2 separate regions of the Mus musculus genome follow, and region 2 is linked to region 1. Evidence: chromatin contacts called from public promoter capture Hi-C data. All regions are on one chromosome and are shown on one strand. Each heading gives the region's core, a stretch centred on a gene start, on an enhancer-like site or on the middle of the called end of the contact. The rest is flanking DNA. Distances are from core to core; before and after follow the strand shown. Region 1 has its middle 300 kb from the start of Gm46220. Region 2 overlaps Lama4 (laminin, alpha 4).

What was found. Promoter capture Hi-C pulls out the DNA fragments that hold promoters and counts their contacts.
Region 2: a promoter capture Hi-C map of liver shows a contact between it and region 1, with 2.8 times the contacts expected there. The contact joins two enhancer-like sites. A contact is called at or near these places in 6 of 39 promoter capture datasets (the 3T3-L1 cell line, cranial neural crest, frontonasal cranial neural crest and 3 more).

Annotation. Positions count from the first base shown.
Region 1 is chr10:37,756,696-37,764,272 of GRCm38.p6, reverse strand. No RefSeq gene overlaps it. Among named protein-coding and RNA genes, the nearest start is that of Gm46220, 300 kb to the left of the region's middle. Within about 2 kb of position 3,447, at least 1 of the 459 cell types and tissues checked has an H3K27ac peak or open chromatin away from gene starts, as enhancers often do.
Region 2 is chr10:38,965,868-38,973,444 of GRCm38.p6, reverse strand. Lama4 (laminin, alpha 4) reads right to left here. Exons shown (of 38, transcript NM_010681.4): 1 at 7,296-7,577. The coding sequence starts at 7,490. Among named protein-coding and RNA genes, the nearest start is that of Lama4, 4.1 kb to the right of the region's middle. Within about 2 kb of position 3,729, at least 22 of the 459 cell types and tissues checked have an H3K27ac peak or open chromatin away from gene starts, as enhancers often do.

The sequences.
Region 1 (7,577 bases), core at 2,198-4,697:
CTCAAGTCCAATTTTTTTTAAATTACCAATAGCAAAGACATTTTCAAATAATCATATAATTTCAAGTTAATTATTGCAAATAAAGTACAACTTACAAATATCTTAGTTTATCTTCATTGTGTTTTCCAGTAGGAAACATTCACATTTAGTTATTATGCTAGTTAGTTCTTTCCCCAGGCATTTACTGCTATTCTGTGAATAGACATAAATTATAAATCACAAATCCATCCAAACATAATTTTTTCAGCATCTTGAAGTCAGCATGAAATAAATACTAATTGAATTTGCTTGAGCTCGAACACGAAAAAGTTAAATATATTTCATTGCTTTGACATGTTTTGTTGCACTGCATATATCAACCCATGTAATACTTGAATTTTTTGGATGGCATCTTCTTGAAATCTGAGTTGCTTTTTGAGATATATTTCAGCATTTCATTTGCACAGGTTACCATTCCAGTAGTTCAATAGTAATTAATGGTCTTTATAATTAACCTAAATACATGTGATTATAGGATTTTTAATCTGTAATTAGACTGGCTAATTAGAAAATTATGATACCAAATGAAATAATTATGAAAGGTGATGACTTTAAATAAGATCTATGCTAAAATATGCTTTGTTTACTTAGTAGAGCATGTGATTAGCAAAATTACACAGTATTCTCTTCTTCCCAGTAATGTGTATCTGAAGGAAAGCAAGTTATGCACATTCACTTAGGATCGTTCCTATCCAAGGTGATGAAGCCACTCTGCCCAAAAGTTTGAAGAGAATCCATCTCACTCATCACTGTGGTTTGACAAGAATCTGGAAGTGTTCACATGAGATCTGATACTTTTGTCCAAGCAGCATGGCAGCATTGCTGGAATGCTACCACTCCTTATTTTGAAATCCACCTCTCCCTAAAACTCCAAGATGAAATAGTAAATCATACTGCTGGGTATAAAGAAGGAAGAGTAAATGCTATCAATAATTTGTGTTGTTTTATGAGAGAAACTTCTGTATTTCTTTTATATGTGATTGTGTATGTTTATGTATATGTGCATGTTTATGTGTGTGTCTTAGTTAGGCTTTTACTGCTGTGAAGAGACAAGGTGACCACTGCAACCTTTTCAAGGTGATGAAGCCACTCTCCCCAAGAAGGTTAAAGAGATTTCATTGGAGCTCACTTACAGTTCAGAGGTTTTTGTCTGTTATCATCATGGAAGCATGCAGGCAGACATAGTGCTAGAAAGGTGGCTGGGAGTTTTATATCCAGATCTGAAGGCAACAGAAGCTTTGGAGACTTCAAATTCTACTTCCACAGCGATAAGCCACACCTATTCAGACAAATTCCACGCTCCCTTAATAGTACCATGTCCTGTGACCAAGCATGCAAACACATGAATATATGGGAGCCATTCCTATTTAAACCATCTCAGTGTGCACACATATATCCATGCAAGTGTGCTTGTAGAAGCCATATGTCAACTCTGGATGTCTTCCTCAGTTCTCCTAAGCTTATTTTTTGAGACGAGGCTCCTTGCTGAACTTGTAGCTCACTGATTCGATGATATTGCTGGCCTGTGAGTGGCTCTTCTGCCTCTCTCTCTACCCAGTATTTCCACTTACAGTTTTTTGTTTGATTTTCAATGTGTTTACATAGTACATACTTAGTACATTTAGCCACTGTCTAGTTTGTTTCAGTGGTTCTGATCAAACACCCTGAAAAAAAGCACTATTGGTAAGAAATGGGTTTATTTCACTGTACCATTCTGGGTTAGAGTCCATCATAGAAGAATGGTCACAGTGGCAGAAGCTTCAGTCTACTATTTATATATACAGTCAACAACAACAACTAAAAGAGATGAATGTGTGATCTTGCAATCCAGCTTTCTCTATTATTTTACATTCATGACCCTCAAGCAGGGAATGGTGTCACACACTTTCAGATTGGGTCTTCCCAAATAAATTAAGACAATTGAGACAATTGCCCAACAAACAAGCCAGCAGGGCCACCTGTTTTACAATCCCTCATCCAGACTCGCTTCCCAGGTGTTTCTAGGTTTTGCTTGTTTGTTTGATTGTTTCTGGTTGACAAGCTAACCATCACACTCACTGAGTCATGCTCCCAGCCCAGTGTTCTTCACCAGGTTAAGAGTGTTTAAAGAACAGAGGACACAAATTTTCTCTTTTCAAGTATGTTGCCATGTCTTTTATATACTAAGTAGCCAAAAAAAAACTATTAAATATTTAATGAGAGGTCCTTAGATGGACATCTCTCACCAGACTGTGCCCTTCTTTTCAATTTACAACCAGTTCTCAAAGTCAGAAACACAATGCAACAAAATGGTAATATTTAAATTCTATCTGAATGACATTTTCTTCTAATCAAAATTATCTTTTTAATGAAAGGGTAATTTCTTAAATATGTCAAGTAAACTAAATTTTGATGAACATAAAATATGAGCATAGTTTTCTATGAAAAATTACAAATGTATGGCTTACAGGAAGTGAGCACATATCAATACAACAATAAGAACATTAATAATTCATAAAAGATGTTGCTCAGTGTTTTATAGCATCTCTCCTACTAAGTCAACTGTGGTGTTACAGATAATACTTGGAAGCAGATACATGTGGACTCATGAGCAGTGATGGTGATATCTCACAGTATCCTGTTCTCAGATGCAAAGCAGATCCAAAACCAAATAGATATGGGTTACTCATCCTGCAGGAGGTAAGTGCAACATGTAGAGCCATTGAAAATAGCCTCAGACTCTTTCTTCAATGTGTTTATCAAATCTGATCTTGAGACATAATACTCATTAATTTCATCCTGTCTTCATGTCTTAATTGCCACTCTACTTCTTTTAATATTTATATGACAGAAGTCCTTGATCCTGTACTAACTGACAAAAAGCTTCTGCCAAGAATAACTCATCACATAGGGGCATTGTCTGGTTTGTCCAAAAAGTGGACTGCATTTATCGATGGGCAATGCCTTCTCATCATATTGCGTTATTGTCATGTTCAGAAAATAAATCATATAGATGACCTTGTTGTCTCAGGGTTGCTGTCTAAATGCTTCACCCTCAGTTGTACTCCATACTATGAGCACTGTTTCTGTCTAGCTGCAAAACTCACAGATGTTACTTAAAGACACACACTGTGAAGTATGACTCTACCACCTTTGACTTTCTGCAGAATCAGACAACAAAAAGACAAGCAATCAAGTAGGAAAAATAGTGTGAACACTATCTTCTTTCAATGGTTATACACATAAATATTGTTAGTCTGGTGAAGTTGCCAAACCAAAGTTTTATAACTAATAAACTAAGTCAGGGGTTTGCATCCAAAATGGATCCTTTGGGAAGAACAAGGGCTTAATACTTCACTCAGCAGTTGTTATCTTAGACAAGTCAGGAAGAGAAAGGATGTGATCTGATGAATTGTGCTTCCAGATGGTTTGCAGAAGTTGCTGCCGGCCAGTAAGGCAGAAATAAATACATTGGTCGAGACATACAAGATAAGACAGCTGAACTGGATGGATTTTGCAAGATGTCAGGTCTTAAAATTGTGCAGAAGATAACAGTTGGAATGAATACACACACACACATACATATTTCCTCACACAAAAGATGCCTAAGGTCTAAGTTTGGTCAAATTCGAAGCTTTATGATGTATAAAACTTACATATGGAACTTATAAATGGAACTACTCTGTCATTAGGCAAAATGTAACTGAGATCTGTCTAGATGGATAGTATGTGGTTTCTTCACAGGATTCTGTTTAGTAAAAACATCATCGTTTATATCAGTAATATTGTTCCAATAAAAGAATGTAAAGATTATTTTGGAAAAATCTTTGTTTGTGAGCTGCTGGCTAGATAGCAGAACATGTACATGAAACCTATAAAAAACTAAAAATATTTTATTTCAATTTTATCTTTGTTTTCATTGAATAACTAAAGACAAACATGTGACTTAAAACAAGCTAAACACAAACATATCATTCGATCTTAAAGCAAGCTGTGTTGTAATTTGATCAGTGTTAGGTAAGAGGGTTATATGTTAGGAAGAACAATCTGTTCCAAATACAGAATTCTTAGAGGGAAATATTCATTTTGTATCTTTGATGCTTCACAATAACATTTATAGTGCCAGTAGGCAATTAATGACTACCTGGTACTTTCAATGAAATCATTTTAAGTGTGTCACATATAGAATTGAAAGTACTAAAAGATAAAATTCTACTTTTATAGAATTTAATTTGGATATTTGGAAAGCTGCTTCACTAATATAAATTTGTTAAATGATATCAAACAAATATCTAATATCAAGGAAAATGATTTATCTTCCTTTTTATTAACTGTAAAACTAAATCATAAAAGTGTTAGATAATGTGTAATTGGCCATATGACTGCAATAAAAGTACAGTATGATCCTTGTTGTGAGCGAGTGTATCAAAAGCCTGAAATTGCAAAACTGGATAAAATAGGCTACTGTGAAATGCCTGAATTGTGTGTCCATAGAGGGAAACATCAGTACAAACTGATGTTTAATTGTGGAGTTTAGTAGATATTTTCCCCCAGTGGCATTTAAAAGGCACACAAACCTGGAACACAAGGAAAAGATGTGTTTGGCTGAAAGGAGAGCATAAAAAATGTAGACTGTGGATGCAACTCAGTGGCTGGAGCAGCAAGGAGTTTAGGCCACACATCTATGGATTGGAGAACAAATACCAAGCAAGCCAAAATGCCAAAACTAGTAAGCTAGGGTCCTAGGATCAGGTCTGGAAAAGCTCTTTATGACAGCAGGAAGCCTGAATTTATTCTTAGGAATATTGAAAATCACTTAAATATTTTGAGAATAAGGTAACAATAAAATTTTATTAGCCTCAATTAAAGTTAATCTAAATATTACCAAGGAATTAGGTATTCTCTCTCTACTTATAGGCTAGGTCTAGGAAAAATAAGTAGAAATCTTATAAGAAGGAACATGTAGCAATTTGATCTAAGTACGGCACAGGGAAATTTAAAGTGTACAAAATCTTTATTATTAATTGGAAAAATCTTGTCTTAAATTCTATTATAGAGGACAAAAATCAAGAAGATCAAACAGATATATGAAAAAATAATATGTGATTCTAGATGCTTAAGCAGTATAAATTAGCAAATAATGGCATATTCTTGCTGAAGAAGGTCAACCCGCAAGGCCATTGTTAGAGTTAAATGACAAGGCCCCATACCATTCATTACTCACTGTATCAGCATTGTTGCTGCTCTCACCAACGTTTATGATCTCGTCATCTTAAATGAATCATATACTGTATATTTCCACCATTCTCAAGGCTCCATACAAAACTCACTATCCCTCCTTATTTGCAAATAGACTGCACAGTGATGAGAATGGGATTGAATGGAGAAGTTTGTATATCAGAGGAAATGATGCAATGGGCTAGAGTTGAGATTATGAGATAGGACTCTATGTGTTCTGTATGCAGCATTAAGCACAGTTCCACTCAATCCACTCTAACTTGCTATTTGCTGAGTTTTGATAATCACTGAATCTTAGACATTAGCATTTGAATCTAGTAATTTCTTTTGTCTTCAACCTGCTTTCCAGAAGATTAGCCATATGCATTGTTAGTTCCAAGTCCCAAGTAATAAAATATAAGCAGGGTCTGGAGACATTAGGTAAAGTTAAGGTAATCTTGTGAATGACTGGTATTAGTTACTTTTCTATTGCTGAAAGATGGTGCCGTGACTATGGCAACTTATAGAAGGAAGTACTTATTTGTGGATTGGTTACAGAGGGTACCATTGCATACACTAGCAAGATTTTATCGAAAGGACCCAGATGTAGCTGTCTCTTGTGAGACTATGCCGGGGCCTAGCAAACACAGAAGTGGATGCCCACAGTCAGCTAATGGATGGATCACAGGGCTCCCAATGGAGGAGCTAGAGAAAGTACCCAAGGAGCTAAAGGGATCTGCAACCCTATAGGTGGATCAACATTATGAACTAACCAGTACCCCGGAGCTCTTGACTCTAGCTGCATATGTATCAAAAGATGGCCTAGTCGGCCATCACTGGAAAGAGAGGCCCATTGGACACACAAACTTTATATGCCCCAGAACAGGGGAACGCCAGGGCCAAAAAGGGGGAGTGGGCAGGTAGGGGAGTGGGGGTGGGTGGGTATGGGGGACTTTTGGTATAGCATTGGAAATGTAAATGAGCTAAATACCTAATAAAAATGGAAAGAAAAAAAAAAGAGAAAAAAAAAAAAAGAGTTCATCCCATTGTAGCCAAATATATTGCCGGTAGTTTACATCTTGATAGACAAATACAAAGCAGAGGAAAAACTGGGAAAGGTGTGTGGCTTTGAAACCTCAAAACCATATGCATTGACGATCTTCCTGAACAATTTCTAAGCCTGCTCATGCATCTCCAACAACTGGAAGAATTGAGAGAGAGAAAAATGTAATTCAGGCTATAGTCTGAAAATGGCTAACTCCCATCAACCTGTTCTTTTGCTATGTGCTAATATATGTTAGTTAGTGTACCAGAACCATGTTTGACTGCTGAGGATAAGACCATAACCATCCTGACATTGACAATGCTAATAGAAAATGATCCCTGACAGAGGAGAGCTGGCCTCAAGGGAGGGCATTGACCCTGGGACTCAGATGAGAGCGCCATCTTGTATCCTGTGATTCTCAGAGACCAGTCCACACAGGAGAATGTCAGGTCTCAGATGCAACAGAGTTTCTTGGACAGGGTCCTTTCGAGCATTCATCTCCAGCCAGGAGGCAGAGCTGAGCTCCAGATCTCTGTGCACCTTCCGTACAAGAGGAGAGTTTATTTGCAGAGAGTGCTTTGACCACTGGTACTCAAGAGAGAGTAGGACTCCTAGGAATGCTGACAGAAGCTAACTGAATTACAGGAGGAACAAGCTCCAGGCAGAGACAGCTAGAACATTGAACACCAGAGATTACCAGATGGCGAAAGGCAAACAAGAATCTTACTAACAGAAACCAAGATGACTCAGCATCATCAGAACCCAGTACTCCCCCCACAGTGAGTCCTGGATACCCCAACACACACAAAAAGCAAGATTCAGATTTATCTCATGATGCTGGTAGAGGATATTAAGAAGGGCATTAATAACTCACTTAAACAAATACAGGAGAACACTGCTAAACAGGTAGAAGTCCTTAAAGAGGAAGCACAAAAATCCCTTAAAGAATTAAAGGAAACACTGCCAAACAGGTAAAAGTCTTTAAAGAGGAAATACAAAATTCCCATAAAGAATTACAGGATAACACAACCAAACAGTTGATGGAATTGAAAAAAACATTCAAGAACTTAAAAAAAAAAAAAAAAGGAAGTAGAAACAATAAAGAAAACCCAAAGTGAGACAACTCTGGAGACAGAAATCCTAGGAACGAAATCAGGAACCATAGATGCAAGAATCAGCAACAGAAAACAAGAGATGGAAGAGAGAATCTCAGATGCAGAAGATTCCATAGAAAACATGGACACAACAATCAAAGAAAATGCAAAATGCAAAAATATCCTAATTCAGAACATTCAGG
Region 2 (7,577 bases), core at 2,480-4,979, 1.2 Mb before region 1:
AAGCATATCCACCCACTTTTCTCTTGTTATTAAAAAGGAAGCAGCTTCTGATGGGTTTTCTTTATGCAGAGTATTTGGGTTTGAATATGGAAAATTTCCCACTACCATTTGGTCTCCGGGAATGTTGCCCCCCCCAACGTTTCTCATGACAAAAAGGCAGAGATCCTCAGAGGCAGGCTGCCTGCAGCTGAATTTCATTAGGACTTTGATGGGAAACTCAAGTTGGAATTACAAACATCTGTGGTTAAACTTCCCTTTAGTAAGCCGTTTCCCAGAATTTAACTTTACCACACCAGGAGCAAAAGAGAAAACACAGTTGAAAGTAGCAGGCTGCTCTGGTGAAACCCAGGAGAGTATTTAAATATCCGTCTGTGGTCACTCTCTCTTAATGAACTCACAGGTCTCCTATGCTAGAAAATTAATAATTATTTAGAAATACTAATTTTGGCACTCAAAGCATGTGCCAAAAATTGGATTTGTGTTTTCTAACTCAAATGTCTCAAAATTATATCTGGCCGCCATCATATTTTTATGATTGTTATAAGCAAGCAGCCTTTCCCTGGCCTCATGCACATCACAAACAACAAGTCAGATTTGAACATCTGTGGATTTGTCCTTTCCTTTTTCCCACGACTTAATTTCCGTCCCTCAATCTCATACTTTTTTGCTTGGCTTTGTTGTTGCTGCTGTTTGGCCTTTCTAGAGATTCAGAAAGACGCATCATTTTTCTCAGCTACTCAGATACTGTATTTCCTGTAAAAAAAACCACGTGAAAACTATTAGGGGATGATTATAAGAGACACTCTGGTCGCTCTACTCTTGGGTTGCACAACTAGGAACTATGCAGACAAAACGAAATTTACAAAATTATTAAAGATTTAGGTGACAAAGTTTGTCAAGACACTAAGCAACTTGTGCCTGTGCTTCACTGAAGTCACAGGGAAGAAAGGAGCTGAGAGGGGAGGGGAGGTTGAGGGGAGGAGAGGCTGAGAGGAGGGGAGGCTGAAGGGAGGGAAGCCTGAAGGAAGGGGAGACTGAGGGATGGGGAGTGTGAGGGGAGGGGAGTCTGAGGGATAGAAGGCTGAGGGATGAGGAGGTTGAGGGGAGGGGAGGTTGAGGAGAGGGGAGGCTGAGGGGAGGGGAGGCTGAGGGGAGGGGAGGCTGAGGGGAGGCTGAGGCACACTGTCTAATAAAGCCTGCAGACAGACATACACATCTACATGCAATATCACATCAGTCTTGTGAGTCAAAATGTTTTTTTAATTTTATAATAAAAAAATGCAGTCCCTAAAATGAGCTAATCTGTTCAAAGTCACCCTGCTGAAAGTTTGAGCATTGATTCACACATCTGTCTGGTCACATGCCCATAGTCTGACTCTGATGAAAGGTGAATTTTAAATATGGTAGGGATAGCAAGTAAATTTCCCTTAGACTAAACCTGTCCTTTGGATATACTTACTTAGGAGAAATTTTAATATTTAATATTTTTTTTTCTTTTTTCCGGAGCTGAGGACCGAACCCAGGGCCTTGGGCTTGCTAGGCAAGCACTTTACCACTGAGCTAAATCCCCAACCCCTGTTTTTTTTTTTTTTTTTTTTTTTTTTCTTTTTTCCAGAGCTGAGGACCGAACCCAGGGCCTTGGGCTTGCTAGGCAAGCACTTTACCACTGAGCTAAATCCCCAACCCCAATATTTAATATTGAGTCATCAATTTCAGTTAAGAATCCAGATTCTGTCTTATTTATTTATTTATTTATTTAATTTATTTTATTTTTTTGAGACAGGGATTCTCTGTGTAGTCCTGGCTGTCCTAAAACCCACTCTGTAGACGAGGTTGCCTCAAACTCTGAGATTTGCCTGCCTCTGCCTTCTAGGTACTGGGATTAAAAGTAAGCACCACCACACTTTGCCTGTCTTCTTTCAAAAAACAGAGAAACAAGTTCCAGAAGAGCTAGCAAGGCAGAGCTCCACTCTGGAGCACAGTCTCCTGTCATTTATGGCTGGTCATCCCCAAGTTACTCTTCCTCCTTACCTGGCTCCCCTTACATAATTTTTTTGCATGGCTTCTGCAATAATCTGAGTTTTAAGAATTCCTTTGGGCCACAGGATCCAGCAATTCCACTTCTGGATATGTACTCAAAAGAACTGAAAACAGGGACTTAAAGCCAGATACCTATATATCATTGTTTATAACAATATTGTTCCAATACCCAAAAGGAAGAAACCACATCTGTTTGTATGGGTGTTTGAACAAATAAATGTTCTGTACATATACATCCATGTACATTATATATAATATTATATATAATTATATATTATATATGAATGGGAATCTTAATAGCAGCAATTCTGACACACCCACAGTGTAAATGAACTTTGAAGACTCCTACATGTTGTCTTCTGACCACCATTCAATCACGAAAGCACATACATGCCACCTCAACCCCCAGAATAAAAGATAAGGAAGAAAAAATTTACTCAGCAATGCAAGGAAGGGGTGTTACCCAAGTCTTCAGTTGTCTTAACAGTTTATGCAGCTTATAGACTCTTCCAGTAGCACTGAATGGTGCTTTGCATGACATCTTATACTTCTTCACTTAAAACGGAAAGGCTCCCAAAATTTTAATAAAATGGTCCCTATGGATGGTTCCATATACTTTCTAGATATTCCTGCACAGTCAAGTTGCTTTTACAGGTAAACACCTCCGGTATAGCTGCCTTTCTACCTATTTCCAAGTTTGTGAATTGAGATGATAATTGTATAGTTCTACTAACTTATCATGGAGGTGTCAGGAAGTGTCTTAGGTAGTGTTAATTATGCCACTACTACAACATCCCTGTCTTTCTAAAGTAAGCTGTATAAAATCTTTGCTGTTGGCAAGTAGAATATCATGTCTTGCTGCTCTACCTCATTTTCTCCGTGGTACTTAACTCATAGCCACTCTTACAGAGCATCAGTCTGTTCTGCTTTGGACAGTGCTTGGTGTATTATTTTCTGTCAGATTGTTTACTATTTGAATGTGAGGGTAAAACTCTATTCTTTATTTTCTTTTAATCCCTCTTGGTACCTGTACATTTTTTCTGTACAAGGTAAGTCTCTAATGTGCTTGTTGTGTGAATGAAAATGTAGGTTCCAAAGGCCTAACCTAGCGCTGGCACTGCAGACCAGGATGGCTGCCCAGGCTAGTGGCTGGAAGACTTATAGTCTGCATAGTCTTTTTCAAGGCAAGGGCTGAGATAAGGAAAGGAAAGCAGATAGTGAAAGAGATAGAGACTTTCCGTAAACATTCTGCAACCCTTCAATGGCAGGGAGCCTAACAAAGTGTTCGGGCATGGGACCACACGTCAACGCTGAGAAGAATAGAGGGAAAGTCCCTCAGAGTTAGCCTTCTATAGTGCTTCTTTAAGCAAGTCAGTTCGTCCAGAGTGGGATGGCCATGGGCTTATGAAGCAATGACAGTTTTGGAGGGAAGTTAGCCTGGTAATATTAACAGTAAACCCCACTCAGGTTAGGCCATGAAGTCTTTTGTTCTCCTCTCAGGGAAGTTCCTCACCTTTATGATCGATTTCTCTTATTCTCATTTATCAAAACCAGTAATAAGGATTAAGCCCAGCTCTACCCACTCCTGCTTGGCTCTCCCAGCACTCCTCCTTTGCCCCACATTTCTCAATGCCTTTCACTGGCCTCCATCTAGCTTCCACCACTAGCCCAGTGTTCTCAACCTTGGTGGACTCCTGCCCAATGTCTCAGTAAACAAAAATCTCTTTCCCCAAGGATACTCTGATACTGATTCCCTGGTGTCACTCTCTCTCCATTCCTTCTTTCCCTCTGGTTCCCTGTACTTCTGTGTTAGTCACGAAAACTTTAGCTGGATTCTGATCATTTCAACAAAATCCATACATGAAGATTGCCCTGCCTGTGTTTCATTATTTTTAGAAATTGCATCAGTCCTATAGTGAAGCAGAGAAAGTTCTGAGCCAACATATTACCCAAAACATACACATACTCACACATACACACACTCACACACACTCTCATAACACATACACACGTTTGCACACACACACACACACACACACACACACACACACACACACACACACACCTTAAACTTAGTTATTACTTGCTACAGTATACTTGACAAAGTGAGTAGCCTCTCTTTCTTTAAAGTCTTGTCAGGATACTGAAGGTTCCTTCTGAAACTCCTAGTCTCCCTCTTGCCTGCCCTTGCCTACTAAAAATCGCTGCTGTCACCATGTGCTCAGCAGGAGTGGACTCAGTAAATTGCTTGTCAAGAAGCAGGAGGTAGGAAAATCTTCAAGTAAGATGTAGAGTTCTCTTTGGGCGTGTCTCTTTCACATTCTTTCCATCCTATGGGAAAGTCTTTCCAAAGGTGGGCCCTTCCTTCCTGGCCTGCCAGCCTTGTCTGTCCTTTCATTGTGTTAAATTTTCATTCACATTTGCTCCCAGCTCACACTGAGCACTACTGTGGGTCAGAGACCCTGCCTCCTTAGGACAAGCATCCAGTGACAGGGGAACTGGGGGAAAAGCATTAGGGGATTTCTGCCAAGCTCCTCCCACTGACCCGTGCTTGCCTTTTTTTTTTTTTTCTTCCTTCTTTTGGAGAGTTGGTTGAAGAGTGACCATTCATATAAATCCAACTCAAATAAAGTGGAAATATTTTTAGCGTACCCTCCCACCCACATTTTGAACCCCTCCTATGAATAATGTGACCGTATTCTGGTTTATGTAAATACGGTTTCCTGACCCAACCCAGTAAAGTAGTTGTGCCATGTTATTAAGTCTCTGGAATCTATTTGATTTAAGATCTGCTTACTGGCTATAAAGAGCATGGGAAACCTGCTGGCAGGGCACTGGGATCATCCTGGGACCACAGGCAAGCTGGGCGTTATGTGAAACCACCCTTGGGAAGCGTAAATGTGGCGTTCCACCCTGGCTACTGGGATCCTCCCTGGGATGACCGGTATCTTCTCTCTCTTCCCTAAATTCCTCAACTAGTACACATGGTAAACGATGACGGTACTGCACAGTTAACCTACTATGGGACAGTCTTTCTGACTGGAAGAATACAGACAAACATAGATCCAATATTAACAAACATTAAGTAAGATAGAAGCATAAAAGTCTCTGAGAAATAGCACCAAATATGGATTAAAAAAAATAATGTAACCCATTTATGGTAATAACTCAGCATGTTCAATCACTTCTACCTATGTCAGACACTGTAATACGTTTGCCACGGCAACAACATAAAGTTTAAAATAGCTGTCAATAATTTCCCTAAGCCTTGAGCGTTTAGTTTTGTTTCTTTCATCAGCAAGTTGGGTAAAGTCAAGATGCTTGCGCTTTAAGCATGTTTAGCAAGTCTGCCCTCTAAAATGCTTTGCTAACGTTGCCCTGGACATATGCTTGTATGAGAAATTGCTCATAGTCTCAATATTAACTTTAAGGTCCTCTAACATTCAAATAATTATTATGAGTTGCAAATACAGAAAAAAAATCACTATGCATGATATGATCATCTCTTTAGATTTAACATATTCAAACACAGGATGCCTAGATAAGTTGAATTAAGATGAATATTGAAAAAAATCTAGCATACAGTTGGGACACGATAAAAAATTATTTATTGTTTATCTGCAATTCAAGTTTAATTGAATTATACTCAATATCAATTCTGTCCTTATGGCAAGCATTTCATTCAGGGACTTTCCCTGCTGGAAGCAACAGGTGTGGAGATAATGTTGCCTGGGTGTGTTCCAAGCATGCAGAGAGGCAATTCCTCTCCATTGATGGATGGAGTTTGGCTGCTCTGACCTGTCCCCAGTGACTGGGTGTGATCAGAAGCCCCTTTCAAAAAAGAGCCTTAGGTAGACCCTATGCACTGAAACGAGAGACTGGTACACTCTGGTTCTACCCACCTGCCTCCCTTTTGAGGAAGCACCACTAGGACTTTTACTTAAGGATCATCTTGCATTTTATTTTTAATCAACAATAACAGCTGTAGTTATATTACCAGAAGGTAGAATTAGGAGCAACAGTTGAGACTTCAGTGACTTTTAGCAACTTGCATCACTACTTTAGCTGTATGATTGCTATAGACATGGATATATTAGTGTGGGCATGTGTGTGTGCTGTGTGTGTATATGCTGTGTGTATATGTTATGAGTGTGTGGTGTGTGTATGTGTGTGCTGTGTAGTATATGGAGTGGTGTATATGTGTGTGGTGTGAGTGTGGTATGCGTGTGTGGTGTGTATGTATATTTGTGTGTTATATGTTTGCTGTGTGTATGTGTGTTGTATGGTATGTGGTGTGCATGTGTGTGCTGTGTGGTATGTGGAGTGGTGTGTATGTGTGTATGTTGTGTGAGTGTGGTGTGTGTGTGTGTGGTATGTATATTTGTGTGTGTTATATGTTTGCTGTGTGTATGTGTGTTGTATGGTATGTGGTGTGTGTGTTGTACATGTGTGGTGTTAGGTCAGTTGATCTTTCCTTTCCCATGAACTTAGGTGACTTCATTTTCCTCCTCCTTCGCATCCCCCACAGCCTGGACATGCTACTGTAATCCAGGCGCAGAGGCTCTTAAATCACTTACTGTGGACCCATCCTTCTCCTCCAATGTCTACAGTTCAGCCATTTCTCAACTGAAAAGTCTCTTGATATATAAAAACAGTAGCTCACTGAATAAACCTTAGACCAGTAGTATATCCTGATCAGCTTTACTTTGGGAGTGGAGCTTGACTTAATCTTGCTTCTGGATTAGAATGGTCTGCTTTTGTTTAAGGTATCTGCCCTGAAATTTTCTAACAGCTTCCTTCACAGACAACCCCCACCCCCAGCACCCCAGCCTTGCAGAAGACCTTTTGTTTAGTTTGAGACAGGATAGGTCTTTTTAGTGATATTGCTCTCATTGTTCAAACAGCAAAGAGGAGCAGGGAGACAGAGAGGGGGCACTTACAGTAAGTGCCAAGGTTTGACAAAATGGCTATTGGAACACACCAAAAGACCACCACTGCATACTGCATACATTTCTCATGTAGTCTAACAGACCCACGCAGACATGAAGGGTACTCTCACTGGAAGCCTCAACTTTCAACTGACGTCCAAGTCAAACTTTCAAAACAGAGCCCTTTATTTCAACTGAGGAGACCTAGCCCAGATGAAAGCCTAGGTTATCAAACAGATGGGGAGAGAGAAAGAGGATTGTGGCCCAGCCCATAGACACGGTAGACACAGGTGTGGAGCGGGTTGGCAAAGGCAGGGGGTACTGTACCTCAGCAGCAGGCGGCAGGCGTCCCAGTGTCACGCCTGAGTCGCTAGTCTCCGATGGGTCTTGCCTGCCGACCACTGCGCTCCCCTCGATGTCAAAAGGAAACGCATTGCCGTCCCCTGACGCTGCGTTGGAGCAGACAGCACACCAGAGGAGCCACAGGGCCAGGACTGAGCACCAAGCTGTGCTCCAACCCATCTCTCTGCAGATATTCAACAGGGCCCTTCCTGGAGTGAAGGACCTGGAGGTCTTGGTGGGTACCCCCTAAGAGATGCAGTGATGCCT